Regions from separate parts of the Gadus morhua genome. Here region 1 is linked to region 2. A link is a contact called in public Hi-C data. All regions are on one chromosome and are shown on one strand. Each heading gives the region's core, a stretch centred on a gene start, on an enhancer-like site or on the middle of the called end of the contact. The rest is flanking DNA. Distances are from core to core; before and after follow the strand shown. Region 1 holds the start of LOC115530694 (gap junction delta-3 protein-like). Region 2 holds the start of mki67 (marker of proliferation Ki-67).

The links. A called contact is a pair of places that touch in the nucleus more often than the background predicts.
Region 1: a contact with region 2 is called in a Hi-C map of blood, with 5 times the contacts expected there. The contact joins the promoter of LOC115530694 here to the promoter of mki67 in region 2. A contact is called at or near these places in 5 of 6 Hi-C or Micro-C datasets (blood, gill, gonad and 2 more).

Annotation. Positions count from the first base shown.
Region 1 is chr18:14,466,661-14,471,312 of gadMor3.0, forward strand. It overlaps LOC115530694 (gap junction delta-3 protein-like), which reads right to left and starts at 1,924. Exons shown (of 1, transcript XM_030339390.1): 1 at 1-1,924. The coding sequence starts at 774. It overlaps LOC115531700 (a long non-coding RNA gene), which reads right to left. Exons shown (of 2, transcript XR_003973916.1): 2 at 2,640-3,152.
Region 2 is chr18:14,265,269-14,269,890 of gadMor3.0, forward strand. mki67 (marker of proliferation Ki-67) reads right to left here and starts at 2,144. Exons shown (of 16, transcript XM_030340734.1): 1 at 1,948-2,144; 2 at 736-831; 3 at 119-200. The coding sequence starts at 821. It overlaps raraa (retinoic acid receptor, alpha a), which reads right to left. Exons shown (of 8, transcript XM_030340741.1): 8 at 2,986-4,622. LOC115531739 (small nucleolar RNA SNORA71) reads right to left here and starts at 458; the gene lies at 331-458.

The DNA.
Region 1 (4,652 bases), core at 674-3,173, 200 kb after region 2:
GCTCAGCGCGCTGTCGGACAGCGCCTTCCCCCCTCCCACAAACCGCAGGTTCGCCTCCTCCTCCTGTTTCCGCAGGTTGCTGAGGCTATGAGACTCGTAGGACCTATCCAGCATGCCGCGCCGCCCCTGTTTCCTGGGGCAGAACCACTTGACAGCGGCGTAGAGGAGCTCCACCAGGCTGGAGGCGGCCGACACCACGCCCACCCCAAAGTAGAACACCAAGAAGACGGTCTTCTCGGCGGGCCTGGAGGTGAAGCAGTCCACCGTGTACGGGCAGGGGTAGCGGCTGCAGGGGAACTGGGCCTCCAGCTTGAAGCCGTACAGCCACCACTGGCCCACCAGCACGCCCACCTCCGCCATCAGGCGGAAGGCCACGTTCACCAGGTAGAGCTGCCTCAGGCGCCTCTCCTCTTGGTTATCCTGGCTGCAGGTGGAGGCGGTGCCGTCGGCGGACGAGGAGGGCTTTTTCTTGGAGACGTGGTGCATGGCGTACATCAGGTAGAGCATTGCCGGGGTGGAGATGAGGATGATGTGGAAGACCCAGAACCGGTACAGGGAGATGGGGAAGGCATGGTCGTAGCACACCTGCTTGCAGCCCGGCTGCAGGGTGTTGCAGGAGAACTCTTCCTGCTCGTCGTCAAACAGGTCAGACGCCACGGTGCCCAGGATCAGAATGCGGAACACGAGCATGATGAAGAGCCAGAAGCGACCCAGCATGGGCGAGTGTGCCTGGAGGTGTTCAAACAGATCACCCAGGAAGCTCCATTCCCCCATGGCGGCGGTGGTAGTAGGGTGGCGATGTCCTTTGAAAGGGGAGTGGGTGTTGGTGTCCCTCGATCAGCTGCGAGTACACCTCTCAGGGCTTTCAACTGATTTCAGGGCTTTTGTTGTCCTGAAACCCACCAAAGTCACATGCATTACAAATGTATACATGTCTGTGTTATTTATTAATTATAAAACTAAAAAGGGAAAAATATAAGGATTTACAAAAAAAGAAAATTAGGTCTAGGAAATGGAAAAAAGTAATATTAGAGAGCTTGCATTGAGTGAACTTAAAAAAAAGAAAAGGAAGTCAGTATAGGTAGCTCAGGGACATGTCTCAATGAATGGCTTTTCATTGTCTTTCATCTGATTATTGACTTTTAAGCAAGCAATCACACTGACTCATCTACTCATCTACTGACCCAGAGAAAACCTTGAAGCACGCTTTAGTACCCAGCTATGTACCCAATACATAGGAGGGCAAGTTATTCACCCGACAAGATTTAAACAACTTCACATTCATCTTCTACATCATTTGATACATCCTCAAACATGTGAATGCCAAGAGACAGAGAAAGAGTGTAACTTACCCAAGTCTCGCTTTTCCTTGACAAAGTCGCTGTGTCAATGAGTTTAGGAGTTCAGTTCTTTTACAGGAGGGAAATGACTGGTCAAAAGGAAATTCCTGCTCTGCTCTAATGGGTTGCCATCAGGGGCCTGATCCTGCTGGCCTGTTTATAACAGAAATGTTTAGATGATGAGCGATAACTTGATGATGAACCCTTTAAAGCCAGTGCCCGAATGAGAGGAAGTTGAGAGGCCGCCAGGACTTGCCAGCTCAGCAGTACCCTATCATATCGCATTCGTTCATTTATTCACTTTCTCTTTCTTTACAAGAGAACTTTGACCAACATGAATAAAGAAATTAAGTTGCGTTCATAAAATGGGTTGTTGTTGCTGACATATGGTTTGAGGATGACCCCTCAAATAATTTGAGACACGGCACCAAGTAAAGTCAAGATCCTGCCGATACAGTCTTCATATCAAACAAGATTTCTCAAGGAAGGGACAATTCTCTCTCAACTCTTTGAGACTTATCTGATTGAGGGGAATACAAAACATAGCACTTGACTCTGAAAAACAGTTAGGCAATTAAATCTATCATGAGGTACAAGATAAGATAAACTTTTGAGTCAATCAAATATTAACCAGACAAAAGATGATCAACTTTATGAACTCCGAATTAAAAGATTTTACCCCTTTATTATTATTATGTATTCAGGGATATTTGTAGAACCTCTGCCGTGCTTTAGTGTAGTTAATTGTTCTTGGTGATCTATCTAAAATTTGATCTATATACTTGTAAATAATATAAAAGCAAAAACTGACCAAATTGTATTTATCCTACACTATTGATATAATTTAGAAAAATCCTCTTAAAGTGAACAGTTTACATATAATTGGCAGATTGTGAATACAGAACAGCATCAATGTATTGTACCTACATTTGAGGTATAAACCTCATTTTGTCTAAAGGTTTATGATTCTGGTAACTACAGCATAATTTAGTGCCAGAAGGCCCTAGTGCTGTTGTTATTTGCCTGGACTACATTTATTGTTGTGTGCCCTGCTGTAAAGGGCATGACACAAATCTTTAATCTAGAGATACAACTTGTAAACGCTGTGCAACCCACTGATTACCTGTTAATTAAACCTGAACTACTTGCTCGCACCCGGTTAGACTTTAGACCAGAAACCAGTTGGAACTGCCCTTGGCATCAATTAAATATAAGATTATGATAATAATAATGATAATCGTTTTTTGTAAAAAATTGATCATCTGAGAATACTGGCTGGAAACCCGAGCAGACTCAATATTTAAGCTCAGCAAAAGTACTTTATTACAGTAAAGCCCCCCAATACAGTGTCGATATCAACATATTTTTACATGCCCTTTTAGTCTGCATAAGGGCCCTATAAAGAAAGATCTGAATGATAAATCATACAATTCTAACAACATTGTGTAAAAATACAGAAACAGGGTTTTATCTGTCCATGCTGCCTCAGAACCAGCAAACAACATTGTTTTTGTGCACTGCATCCATGGTCTCCTGTTCTTGGAAAAACCAGCATCCGATGGGGGGAGACCGTATTCTATGCTACATACATACAGCAGCTGTAGTTATAACAGGGGCAGAGCAAGCCATGGAGTGTTTTCTATGGGTATTTGACACCTGTATGTTCCTGGTTAATCGACGATGCTGCATTAACAACAACTATTGTTGTTTCACTCCCAGCCCTACTTGCCGTTGGGCTGCTTCACAGTCGTAGACCTGCCCTTCTTCCTGTCTCCGTCCTGATGGAGGCACCACAGAGTCGCATGTTGACAACTGAAACAGGAACACAAATCACACTCCAATCAAGGATTTTTGATGAAACAAGGCCAAACAAGGAAGGGTAGGATGAGGAGAGTGAAGAGAGTTGGTATCAGGAGACAAGATCAAAGCGTTGTGTTTAGGTTTGACTCCCCAGCATGTTCCTGGGGTGATTACATCCCGTCTCATCCCAGCCTTGAACCACAACAGTTCCCTGCGGCTCTCGGAGTTGCATGACACCCTTTCGGTTTATTTCATACCATAACAGACTGTCAGCTTTTAAAACCGATCGCTCCACAATAGCCAGGGCCAGCTCTTGAAAACATGGGCCCTAGGCAAGATATTATTTAGGGCTAGCACTAGGAATTAAAACTAAATGGAGGGAGAGGGAGAGAGGAGAGAGCAATAGGGAAATGGGAAGCCTTCGGGAAGACGTGTCCATGAATTATCTTCAATGTCACTCTCTATGAAGAGAGTTTCTTCAAGAGCATTTGTTTCACAAGCCTGTTGGTTTGAATTTACAAAAAATAAAACATTGATTTGCTGTCATGTTTCATGCAAAGTATTATGTAATTATGTACACAGTGTATATATAACTAAGTCCTCTCTCACCAGGGTTTGAATGCAAACAGAGGGGGACATACCTTTTTTTGAATCATTCTTGAATCCACAGCTGTCGCCAACTCAGGCAAGCTACCTATCTTTAGCTTATATCTTGCAAGATATAGCAAGATTTAATGGCGCAATAAACGCCAGATTTGACATGACAAAAGAGAAGAGATTGTCTTTCTGTGGTTGTATGTACATCCATTTTGTACCATACCATCTATGTGTGTGTGTGTATATTTGTGTATGCGTGTAAATGTACATCCATTTGTGTGTTTCTGTGAGAGACTGTTCCTGTGTGTGTGTGTGTGTGTGTGTGTGTGTGTGTGTGTGTGTGTGTGTGTGTGTGTGTGTGTGTGTGTGTGTGTGTGTGTGTGTGTGTGTGTGTGTGTGTGTGTGTGTGTGTGTGTACGTCCATGAGTCTGTGTGTGTGCTTGTGTGTGTGCCTGTGTGTTTGCATGTCCATGAGTTCACCACTCTTTTCCAAGGGGAGGATAACAGCATCGAAAGAGGTGAAAACCATAATGGGCCAATTGCTCTGTCAGTTAGCATTCCTGCGCTTTAAAACCGTACTCCTTAAGACTGAGGTTTTGGAGTTTAACACGCAGCTGCGCACGAGGTTGAACGTGATTGCTGTGCAACGACTCGTAAAGGATCAGCTGATTCCCAGCTGACTCGGTTTAAACTGCTTGGAAACCGGAAGTACTCTGATTTCTAGTAGGCCTATACCCCAGCAGATGCAGTCTTACTTAAAGGTTGTATAGGTGATTTGCTTTTTTGGCCATTTTTGCAAAATTACTTGAAATCCTTATCATAACCCGCTTACAGCCACTGAGTTAGAAGTACTGACATGAAAATTAAACAAGTCAATCATCTGTGGAACGGGCAGGGCTCGAAAAACTCCAGCCA
Region 2 (4,622 bases), core at 894-3,393:
CGCGTTAGTTACGTCAATATAAGAGCCCGAACGCCTCTGTTCACAATCTTGTTGAATGCATGAAATGTGCAACAATGGGGAGAAGGCTCCCTCCCTACAACAACAAAACAAAAAGTACCTCTTTATTTTCATTCAGTTCCACCCGACAGTGTTCTTTAGACACATGAGGCAGCTGGATACGAATATCACATTCTTGCTTCCTGTGACAAAACAAACAAAAAACCTGTGATAAGTGCGTTGGAAATATGCATGTTTTCCAAGACATGCTTGACATCAAAATGGGTGAGGTCCAATGCATAATATATTTGGATGCAATTTATTCGATAAACATGTTTTGAAGCAACAGGGTCTGGTAGGAATTATTAATCCTTCAAACACGGGAAAGGCTCCAAGCATTATGTACCTGTACTATCAATGATCGTGGCTACAGACCAGCCATGGCCACTTTCAATGCATTACTAACGGCCGTACATACACTGAACCTAGCGACAGTGACGTCAGCATCAGTAGCCCCGCCCCCAGTCATTTCAAATGTATATGTATGGTCTGTCAGGCAGCCTTGACATGTTCGGTGCAATACGCACGAAAACTGGCAAGTGATGATTACATTTACCAAAAAAAAGAGAAATGGATGTGAAATCTATAAACATGCACTCCACTTGAATTACGATAAGTGGATTAAAGATAGCATAATGCAATCGACTGGCAAATTCACCAAAACTTTGTTCACCATACCTTCCAAAGAGACATGTTGCGGTTAGAGGAAACTCAGTTCCATCTCCTCCTCCCCTCTTTATCACGACAATCTTTCCGTATGGCATTTTGAGTTACCTAAAAAGCAGAGATGTCATTGATCAGTTATGCTCCAGAAAGAAACGCAATGTACCTTCTTGGGTAAATAACGTATACAGAAACCGAATCGTTTATACAAAGACCTCAAGACCGGAGCTGTTCATCAGAAAGAAGAGATGAAGTGGTGGTGCAATACAGACATGTTCAGGTGGCGCTTCTACCCCGGTTACTCAATGATGGCCATGCCTGAAGAACTACGGCCCCCCAGCATGCTCACAAGTCTAAAGTGAACTCTTTAGTAACTTACTGCGAAACGACACCGGTTTTTATATATAGGTAAACGTACCTTTGTTCCATCTCTTCACTCTCAAACTTATTATAATTGTGTATTTTGTAATATATTGTCTGAGCCGGCAAATAATGCATTTTACTGCTTTTTATACTTTTTTTAACAAGAACTTGAATGCACCTTTGGATATAAGGTTGGTGATGATGGCTATATTAAAACAGACTCAAGTCATAGCAACTTTACTGTTGAATCCTAAATAAACGTGAACATAAACCAACCGAGCCTCATGGGAAATTAAGCACATGGGGAAACGCTGTTGCAGTTTCAGACAACACAAGGTCTCCTAAAATGAAATTGATACTTCACGATTAAGGGCTAAACAAGGACCCAATAACCCCTACTACTAACATGATAACCACCACTACCAACATGAATGTCATCACTCACATGCTGTTGGCCTCAAGATGGAAGCGGTCACGGCGAGGTGACATGCCAAATACAAGCTTTAATAATGTAAAAGGAAAACTTGTCCCAACCCCTTTTTCATGTCAACATTTTTCTAAACGCCTTGCTGCAGTAAAAGTAGCCACTTGTTTTTGCACTGGAGACACTGAATAGTTAAGGTTCGAGAGAAAAGACAGAAATGTGAGGCTCCTTAAACGTGTCCATGATAAAGTGTCCACGTGCATAATCATAGCCAACTCAAGGAGATCGGAGACATTTAAAACACGTGGGTCGTGTAGCAGAGTGCTATTTAAAGCATATGATTAAAGATGTTAGTATTTCGCACATAAACCCCCTTACTAGTCGTGCATCAAATCATCGTGGCAGTTATTGCCATTCGGCGTCGTAGTCTCAATATTTACCTTGACAAACCTTTTAATCGACGTAGTCCATGTAGATCGATCCGAGCCCTGTAAAATTAAAATTACCTGAAGTCCACAAATTCATCAGATTTACTATGTAACTCCTAATTTAACTAAATCTGCTCTAACGCAGATAATCCGACGGCGGGCTAACTACGCTAATATTGTACCTCTCCGCTTCACTTCTCTCTGTACACGGTGGTGAGGCGCTCCACGGGGTATATCCATCCGCTACTCCACAAACACAGAAATCATTCAATTCGAAAACGATACCAACCGAATTCATCAATGATAATGCGCTGCCAATATTTATTTTTTATATCGTTATGTTTATGCGTTTTAAAGAAAAAATAAACGACATTAAACGATTGTATTTACACGAGGTCCTATTTTGTTTTCAATCTGAGCGGAGCAATACATTGAAAAGAAGGGCTAGTTTTTTGAAAAACATTTGAAATTCCGCGCGAAGCAGTACCATTGGTTTATTCTTATGACGCGTCCAAAAGTAGAACCGGTTCGTTTTCTACTACGCGTGTACTCGTGTAGCGTTTGTAGTCAGTTCGCATCGGTTTCATAAATACGTTAACCGTGTGAATTTATAAACTAAGATTAACTTGTTTTTTATCTGACCATACCTACGTCGAGTTATCTCCCCCAGCCGAGATGGTTATTTTCTCATTTAATAAGATAGTGTATATAAATTGTTTTAATCAAGGTAATGCATTGTAATCTGACCATACAACTGATCTAAACAATTACAGTATTGGGTAAACTACGAGTATCTTGATCAATATTCTAGTATTCTCGAACTTTTTTCATTTAAAATTCGTTTTTTCTATAGCCATGATTCTGGCTCTATTGCATACAACTAGAAAAATAGAAAAGCCTAGTTTATGACACCTGTCACGGGTTTTTCTCCATGTATGCAGTCATTACCCACTGACAAAGTATATTGATAAGGTGCATAAAACTATATGTTAAGTGGTAGTATAAGTGATAGAAAGCAGCAAAGATTAAGAAAACACACCACACAAACAATTGTTATTAAATGTCGATTTTATGTTTTTTTTGTTTGTTTTTTCTCTTTTCTTTTCAAAGTCACCTGTTAAGCATGACACAAAATCGCAACATATTCCATAATTTTCAAAAACTGAGGGTGCATTTTGTTGCCATTTCAGATAAGCGGCGGCGGCGGCGAGCGAGGCTGTGCTGTTCTGGACGTGGTTGAAGTCCTGATTGAAGAAAGCAGCTTTGACAGTAATGAACATACACAGAAACGAGTCAAACAGATTCCACACTGGCATCCTATGTCGGAAACAAAATGCTTGTCTCTGAAAAAAGAAAAAAAAAAGATAGTCCTGGGCAACCAGGCCAAACATAAAGTGAGTGATCAACGAATTCAGGGGCTCAGTAGCAGAGGTGTGTGTGTGTGTGTGTGTGTGTGTGTGTGTGTGTGTGTGTGTGTGTGTGTGTGTGTGTGTGTGTGTGTGTGTGTGTGTGTGTGTGTGTGTGTGTGTGTGTGTGTGTGTGTGTGTGTGTGTCATGGGAGGGCAAGGAGTGTAGCACTGGATAACATTTACAAAGAACAGGCCAAGCACACAAATTAATGATTCCTTCCTGAGACATTGGTGCGTGTGTGTATGTTTGTGCGCGTGTGTGTATGTTTGTGCGCAGATGTGTGTGTGGGTGTAGTGGTGTACAGGTACGACGGTCTCAACGAGATGGTTGGTGAAGTGAAGGCGTTTTGGCGTGAGAAGAGAATCACCAGAGTGAGGTCCCGTTAGATTCAAAAAGGTCAACGGGCACATGTTAATTTTCAGTCAGAAGTCCCATGTTCAGGCCCCCTCCCCCAGACACACACACGATCACACACACACAATGTGTTTCTGCCAAAGTGTGTGCGAGTCCCAATCCTTCACGGCACAACCGTCTTGGGGGGAGTATGCTGCTTTTGCGTTGAGTTACCCCCCCGTCTGCTGGCCAATGGGTTGAACCATCTCCTGTCAGTTGCACGGCAAAAAAATAAGCTATTCCCTGATTGGAGAGCTCCTTCAAAAACTATATTTAAAAAGGTGGGGTCTTGTTCGCAGTGTGAGGGTGGTGGTGGTGGTGGTGGGGGATATAAAATAAGATGAGGCAGTTGCTGAAATTTGCAAAACTCGGCCTGCCCGGTTTCTAGTAGGACAAAAAACACGGATGCATTTCCTTCAGTAAAATGTGCTCGATAAGTCTTTTCTTGAATCACAAACCTATGGACAAAAATACATAAAATGTATTTCTTTTTTTTTTCGTAAATCAGGTGAAAGCTAAACTCTTCATAGTTTTAAAGAAATGAATACAGCTTATATACACAAACTCATAGGCTACTTAAAATACACCTTAATAAAGGATCTTCATTAAATTGATTTCTTGAAAGGACAGGTGACCGTGTGATACAACCAAGTTAATACAATCATTGCTTTCTCCATTCTCTTTGCAGCGCAAAACAAAATTAAGATCAATAGAAAAACCAACCCAACCTGGAATAGTATGTGATATTAATGGACACATTTCCTGTGCATAATAAAGTGTGTCTGCCTATGTTTGTTTGTTGGTGCGTCTGTGTGTGTGCCTGTGTCTTTGTCTGTGTGTTTGTGTGTGTGTACATGCATGTTTGTATGTGGATTGGACAGCCA